Regions from separate parts of the Zea mays genome. Here region 2 is linked to region 1. The links are chromatin contacts, called in public Hi-C maps. All regions are on one chromosome and are shown on one strand. Each heading gives the region's core, a stretch centred on a gene start, on an enhancer-like site or on the middle of the called end of the contact. The rest is flanking DNA. Distances are from core to core; before and after follow the strand shown. Region 1 holds the start of LOC100217178. Region 2 holds the start of LOC100285219 (xylogen protein 1).

Region 1 (3,238 bases), core at 123-2,622:
TCATTGGTGCCAAAAGAAATAGGGGAAATTATCTATGGCACACTGACAAAGAGTGGCTTTAGCTCTTGGACACTGAAAATGATACTATTTATCAGGAACACACTGAGGAATGTTGTTCATTATCTAGGGCACACCACAACGCTTAAAAATTTCATTTCCAGCAAGACTTTGTGTGCAAGATTTTTCCTAAAATGGAAATTTGTATCGCTGCGTTGTGCCGCTGATAATAACCAATGTTTCTTAGTGTGTTTCTGATAAATAGTACCATTTCTAGTGTCCAAGAGCTAAAGCCACTCTTTGTCAGTGTGCCACAGATAATTTCCCCCAAAGAAATATGAATTGTCATGTTATTTATAAAGAAAAAAAACAGGATCACTAACATATTGTGTTTGAAAGATATTTCAATCGACAGATGAACAATCATCCAAGCAAAATAATATATCAAAACATGCATACAATTTTTAGTCAATAACTCCATAAACTCATTAGGGTTATGCTCTCTACCAATTAGAGATGCATGTTTTGATTATATCATCTACAGAACATAAGAACAAATGTATGTAAGTCAGTGCAAATTTAGGTTATATACTTTTTTTAACATTATAATGGCAGCAACCAAGGCATGATTTTCGGGACCCGTTGCATAATTGCCAAAAATGACAGTTAACAGATAGCTAATGGGCAGAACAAAGAAATGAACCTTCAATGTGCGGGTTGCCCGGCACGAACTCTCCCTCTATGAGCTCCTTATCCAACACTATGAAAGTGTGCTCTGCGAACAAACAAGCAAGCAAAAAAGAAATCGGGCCAAATCAATCACAAAACTAAATCGATGCAAACCGGAAGGAGGGGGTGCGGTGCGGAACTTAGAGGGTCGAGGGTCCATGAGCGGTGGACCTCGAACTCCTGCGAGAGGGAGAGGGGCTCCGACGCGGTGGCCTCCAGCAGCGCCGGGTCCTGCATCCAGTCGTGGTACCGCGGCACGTGCTCCCGCGTGTACGGCACCATCAGCGCCCGCTCCCCAAGCACGTACCATTCGCCCTTCCCGCCGCTCACATCCTCTGCTTCCATGACGGTGTCCGCCGCTGCAGGTGCTGCCTCGGAGGCCTCCATTGAATCAGCGATCTTAAAGTCTAGTTGGCAACCCTCATACAGTACCGGATCTCGGCCCGAGCCACCAAAAAAAAAAAGTACGGCTCAATCCCACACTCGGAGAGTCCTGTGCGGGCGGACGTCGACGGGGCCACGGCACCAGCGGGCAGACGTGACGAGGTCGCGGCTCTTGCGCGGCGGGCGGCGTGTGAGGGAACGGCGGGGGCGGGCGGCGCTGGGAGAAGCAGAAGAGGGAGGAGCGGCGTCGGCGAGTGGTGGTCTAGTGCCGAAGCGGAATTGATGCGTTGGGCCGAGCGGCGGTCTAGTTTTTTTTAGGGAAATTTGGATCCATACCATTAAAAGATCATCACTTTGGATCCATACCATTACTATCTCACTTACATGTGGGTCCACATAAGTCAATGACATGTGGGGTCCATGGTATATATCTATGGTATATATCTAAAGTTTTGATCTTTTAATGGTATAAATTCAATTGTTCTTTTTTTTATTATTGATAAGCGGGCCTGAACCTTGCGCTGGTCTTTGGGCCAGTCCCGACAACTGAAAATGGGAAATGTCCCGCCCAATTTGGGTCGCATCCTTCCCCGCCGTTTGCAATCCGCACCACGGCACCACCTCGTTGCTCGCCTGTTTGGTTCCAGGTGTTCAAACGTCGGCAGATTCGGGTTCGAATTAGGTCAAAGCTTGGCTCCAACAAATTACTCTAAAAGCTCGTCTACCCTAAACATAGAGGATCAAACAGTTCTCTACATTCTACAACAGCGTCATCTAAATGGTCCTCTAAATTTAGAGAACGTTGTTAGATTCTCTATATATAGAGTTTCTCTAAACGACCCCCTATCTATTTGAATACTTTAATGGTGTGTTTGGTTGCGGGACAATCATGACAGGGATGTCCTCTGGCGTCATCTCTCGTCCCTCTAATTTTGAGGGATAATTGGGACAACACTGTGATAGTCATGTCCCAACCCTTAACCTTGAACCAAAACAACTTTATTTGAGGTATCATCCTATCCCGTCTCGTCCTATCATTGTAACAAAACGCATCCTAAATAACCAGTTTAGTAAAACTAAAATATGTACAATACATTAGAGAGTGACAAATACGTATGTACAAAAATTAAAAAAATAAAAGATATCTCTAATATAGGTATAAAAAAATAAAAGATATCTCTAATATAGGTATTTGCGTATAGAGAACGTTGTTGGAGAGGAAGGAGATATAAAGGATGAAACGTTTTAGAGAATAATGTAAATGATAGATATAGATGATGGATATATAGAGGACGTTGTGGAGACAACCTTATGAATCATTGAGTAAGATATGTATCTAATAAGTGTCTAGTGTCGGATTTGATCGGTTTGACCTGTCCTTCACTGTTGGCCGTCTCGGTTTTTTTTTTTTTTTTTTGCTTTGCACGCAGTTGGCCGTCCGAACTTCAAGCTCTGTGAAGCGTCGAGACCAACGCCCAAGTCTTCTGGGTGTTGTTTCATCTCTCATCTAGTTTTGGGCACGTTCCAAGTAGAACAAGGGTGCAGACGTGCAGCTGAGGCCAGTTCCCTGGGCAAACTGTAAAGGCCAACTTGTGCCACGAGGAGGGGGAGTGGGGGACCATGAAAGACAGTGTAATTGTTACAAAATATTTGTACATGTGATCTAATCCTTCCATGGGCAGTTATTCCCAAGGGACACACCCCTTGGAACACTTGTATATATACTACCCTGCATGCAATAAAGAAGCGATCTCCTGTCATTTTGTCTCTGTTCTTTTCCATTTGCCACTGAGCACTGCAATAGAGCGTAACACGTTATCAGCACCGTCTCAAGGAGAAATCAGAGAAGGGGGAAGTGGAAGAACACGCTGTTCTTGACAAGAACAGCAAAATCGATCTGCACATCAACAGCAAGGTATGGAACATACCATTTCCATGCGCATACGCCGTATGCGCGAAGTTCTGCACATTGTTGATGATTCGATGTTGGAGGCGTTCGCCGCTGGTCAAGCCGCAGCGCTTCCACCGGTGCATGAGATCCCTGAACGCCGAGTGCAAGTGCAAAATGTGCACTTCTGCGTTCTCCATGGATGGACAGCGGTGGTTCCGCTGCCGGTGGTGGAGTGTG
Region 2 (3,136 bases), core at 308-2,807, 200 kb after region 1:
GCTACTAGTTAGCCAGCAAATTTGAGCAACAATTTTTTTTAGCGGGCTAACTATTAAATCTAGTGCATGTAAACATTGCCCTAAATAGCAACGTCCAGAGACCTAACTGCATTAGCCTTGTCGTAATTGGAGGGATACTGGATTTTTGCTTACGTGACAGGTGACACTCTTCGTAACAACCTCATGAAACGTACTCCCTACTTAGACAACACCACAAAAAAAATCTCTACCATGAGCTGGTCACCTGTTGCGGTTCACTTGCACTGCCTTCCTGTTAGATCAAACCTTACAGTTTACACTGGAATGATGGGATCAGATTATCTCGTTGGGCTCCGGGGGTGACGCGTGGTCGTTGCATTGATCGTGGATGGTGACGCGAGCAAGTCGACGCGGCGGCGTAAGCAGCCGTCGTGCATACTGGTTGGTCGGTCCGGTCGAGGTGGGGGAGGTTTCTCGTCGCTGGGCTGGCGGCGTGCGCCACCTTGTGTCTCTGTGTGTGGACGCTAGGCCTTTTTTTTGCTTTGGCGTGGCCGTGGTGTGGTGTTGGTCCCAGCAACCTAAGCTTAGCTGCGTCGTGGTGGCCGGTGGGTGCCAATGCCATTGTGCTTCTCTTTTCTTTCTCCCCGTTAATTTCCATGCCGGTCGTCCACTACCACTAGTCTTCCCAGATCTATTGCGATAGAATTTGGCGTGATCTCGTGCCTTTTCCGTCCCAACAAAAAAAAACAAGTCTTCCTAAAAAGAGCTAGCTATCCCACACCTTTGTTATCGCGTGGTGCTTCGCTCGATCGCTCAAATTAGCTAGCTGCCTAGTTCTATTCTTCTCCTGGCACCTGAATCGCGCCCTTTTTTTTCATTCAGCAGATGTTCTCCTGGACAGCAGTAGCGCTAGTGTAGTGCTGCATGGAATAGGAGAAAAGGGAAGGAAATGGGTGTGGGTGTAGGGAAGAGAGAGAGAGCTGGAATCATGTTCCTTTTTGAAAGCCCAAAGCCACAGATAATCTGTATTCTGTAACAGTGTATTTGGTTAGAGGCATTGAATGGTCTGGAGTCATCTGAACCTACATCCCAGCCTAAAATAGTGTTTGCTTATCATCACAGATTCATCTCATCCGTCATCCCCTCGTTCCGATCTAAAACTAAAACCTAGAAGCTACTCATTCGTCACAAAACAGACGGACCAACTCATTCCTCCCATCCGAACCTACAAAGAGTGACTTTATGCTGGATCACCTGGTTCCGAACAGAGTTATTGCACTAACCAAACAGACCGTAGATGTGGCATCGCCTGCGCTGGTGGCTGCTGCTGCTGCTATCGACCGCAGCCACACTAGCTAGATCCTGCGGTCCAGAACGCCCGTGTGCACGCAAGCGAGCGCCAAGGGGTGTGCCACTACCAGCGCAGTGCGCAGCGCCCCCATCGGTTGTTCGCACGCCATAGCTCCCGTCCCGTGGATCCCTTCATCATTGCCGCGCCACATTCCGCGACCCCGGCCGCCTGCTACTAGCTGCTAGTGCATCATCTACAAGTAGCACAGCACGCACGCGCTGAGAACCAGACACACCAGTGGTCTGGTACTCTGGTCGCGCCGATAGCTGCCACTGAACGTCTGAACCCACCACCGGCACCACCGCGACAGCGCGCAGCGGCTCGGACGATCGACGGCCATGGCGAACCGTCCGTCGCGCTCGCGCCTGCTGGTCCTGGCGCTCGCAGCCGCAGGGCTACTAGCCGCCACGCGCGCGGAAGCCTCCACGCCAGCATCGCCGGCGCCGGCGCCGGGGCCGTCGGCGGACTGCACGGACGCGCTGCTGGGGCTGGCGGGGTGCCTGGGCTACGTGCAGGAGGGGAGCACGGCGGCGGCGCCCGACCCGTCCTGCTGCTCGGGGCTCAGGGACGTGGTGCGCGGGGAGGTGGCCTGCCTCTGCCAGCTCTTCCAGGGCGGCCAGGACTTCGGCCTCTCGCTCAACATGACCAGGGCCCTGCAGCTGCCCGCCGCGTGCAAGGTCAAGACGCCGCCCGTCAGCAAGTGCCACGGTACGCTCTCGTCGCTTTTGCCTTTTGTGATGGCGCGCGGTGGAGCGAGCGATCGTTTGACTGACGAGTGAGTGACCTCGCCCTTAAAAAATGCAGTTTCTGTTCCTGGTGTGCCCAGCGCGTCTCCTGGTATGTAAATTGCGCGTGTCTTTTGCGTCTTAAAAGAGTGATGACAAACAAGCTTTCACGATGTTTCAGTTCCGGCTCCCTCGTCCGGGGCCCCAGACTTCGGGCAGTCGCCGACGCCGTCGCCGTCAACCCCTTCGGGATCACCGGCAGCAACCGGGAGCCAGACCAGCGCTCCAGCGCCTTCCCCAGCGCGTTCCGCCGCTGCCGGCCTCTCGGCACCACCACGGGCCTTCACCTTCATCGCTGCCGCGACTCTGTTGGTGTACCGGGTCTTGTGAGCTGGGCTCACTCACCCGAGTTCATGCGCTCCGCCCGTACCTTACCCCAGTCTGACCACAAATCATGTACCGAGAGATGTATCTTGTGAGCGTTTCCGTTTCGTTTAGTAGCACTGCGGCTGTTCATGGATTTCACTGCCTCGCATAAATAATGCTACCGGCCGGCCACGAATAGCTTACCCCGCTGCCGCTGAGTAAGTACATCACGATGTTCATTCGAAGGGCTCGCAGCTTACTTATACAACCTTATAGTATGTATCAAGTGTACACAATACACGTTTCGCAATGCGCCTGAGCGCGTAGGCCAGGGATGTGCGAAATGCTCACGCCTCACGGGCATTTTGCCAGCGAGTGCAGCTGTTGCAAGAAGAGAAAAAAGAAAAGAAAAGAAAAAAAAGAAGTGCGCTCAACTTTGCTAGTTCGTTTCTAGTTTATTAAACTTCAGATTTCCGAACAATCGATACAACAACCGTTACATCATCCAGCTTGCCGCCGGAGTAGCCCAGGTACCCAGCCGCGAGAGCGGAGTCCGAGAACGGGCTCCTTCCAAACCCACACCGCCCCACCTCCTTCGCTCGGGCAACCAGTAAATCGGCGATTTCCTGCAGTTTTCACGCAGAAGTTGCCATGTTCAAGAGACGAATCTTTCTCGCTAGGTTCGTTTATGCAACACGATAAAAAAAAAGAGTTC

What was found. Hi-C and Micro-C count contacts between places; a contact is called where the count stands out from the background.
Region 2: a Hi-C map of leaf shows a contact between it and region 1, with 4 times the contacts expected there. The contact joins the promoter of LOC100285219 here to the promoter of LOC100217178 in region 1. A contact is called at or near these places in 2 of 25 Hi-C or Micro-C datasets (both in leaf).

The regions. Positions count from the first base shown.
Region 1 is chr9:155,497,917-155,501,154 of Zm-B73-REFERENCE-NAM-5.0, forward strand. It overlaps LOC100217178, which reads right to left and starts at 1,373. Exons shown (of 7, transcript NR_158748.1): 1 at 867-1,373; 2 at 701-772.
Region 2 is chr9:155,697,539-155,700,674 of Zm-B73-REFERENCE-NAM-5.0, forward strand. LOC100285219 (xylogen protein 1) reads left to right here and starts at 1,558. Exons shown (of 3, transcript NM_001158113.1): 1 at 1,558-2,038; 2 at 2,135-2,167; 3 at 2,237-2,613. The coding sequence starts at 1,669. The coding sequence ends at 2,445. LOC100383559 reads right to left here. Exons shown (of 9, transcript NM_001176207.1): 9 at 2,680-3,047. The coding sequence ends at 2,880.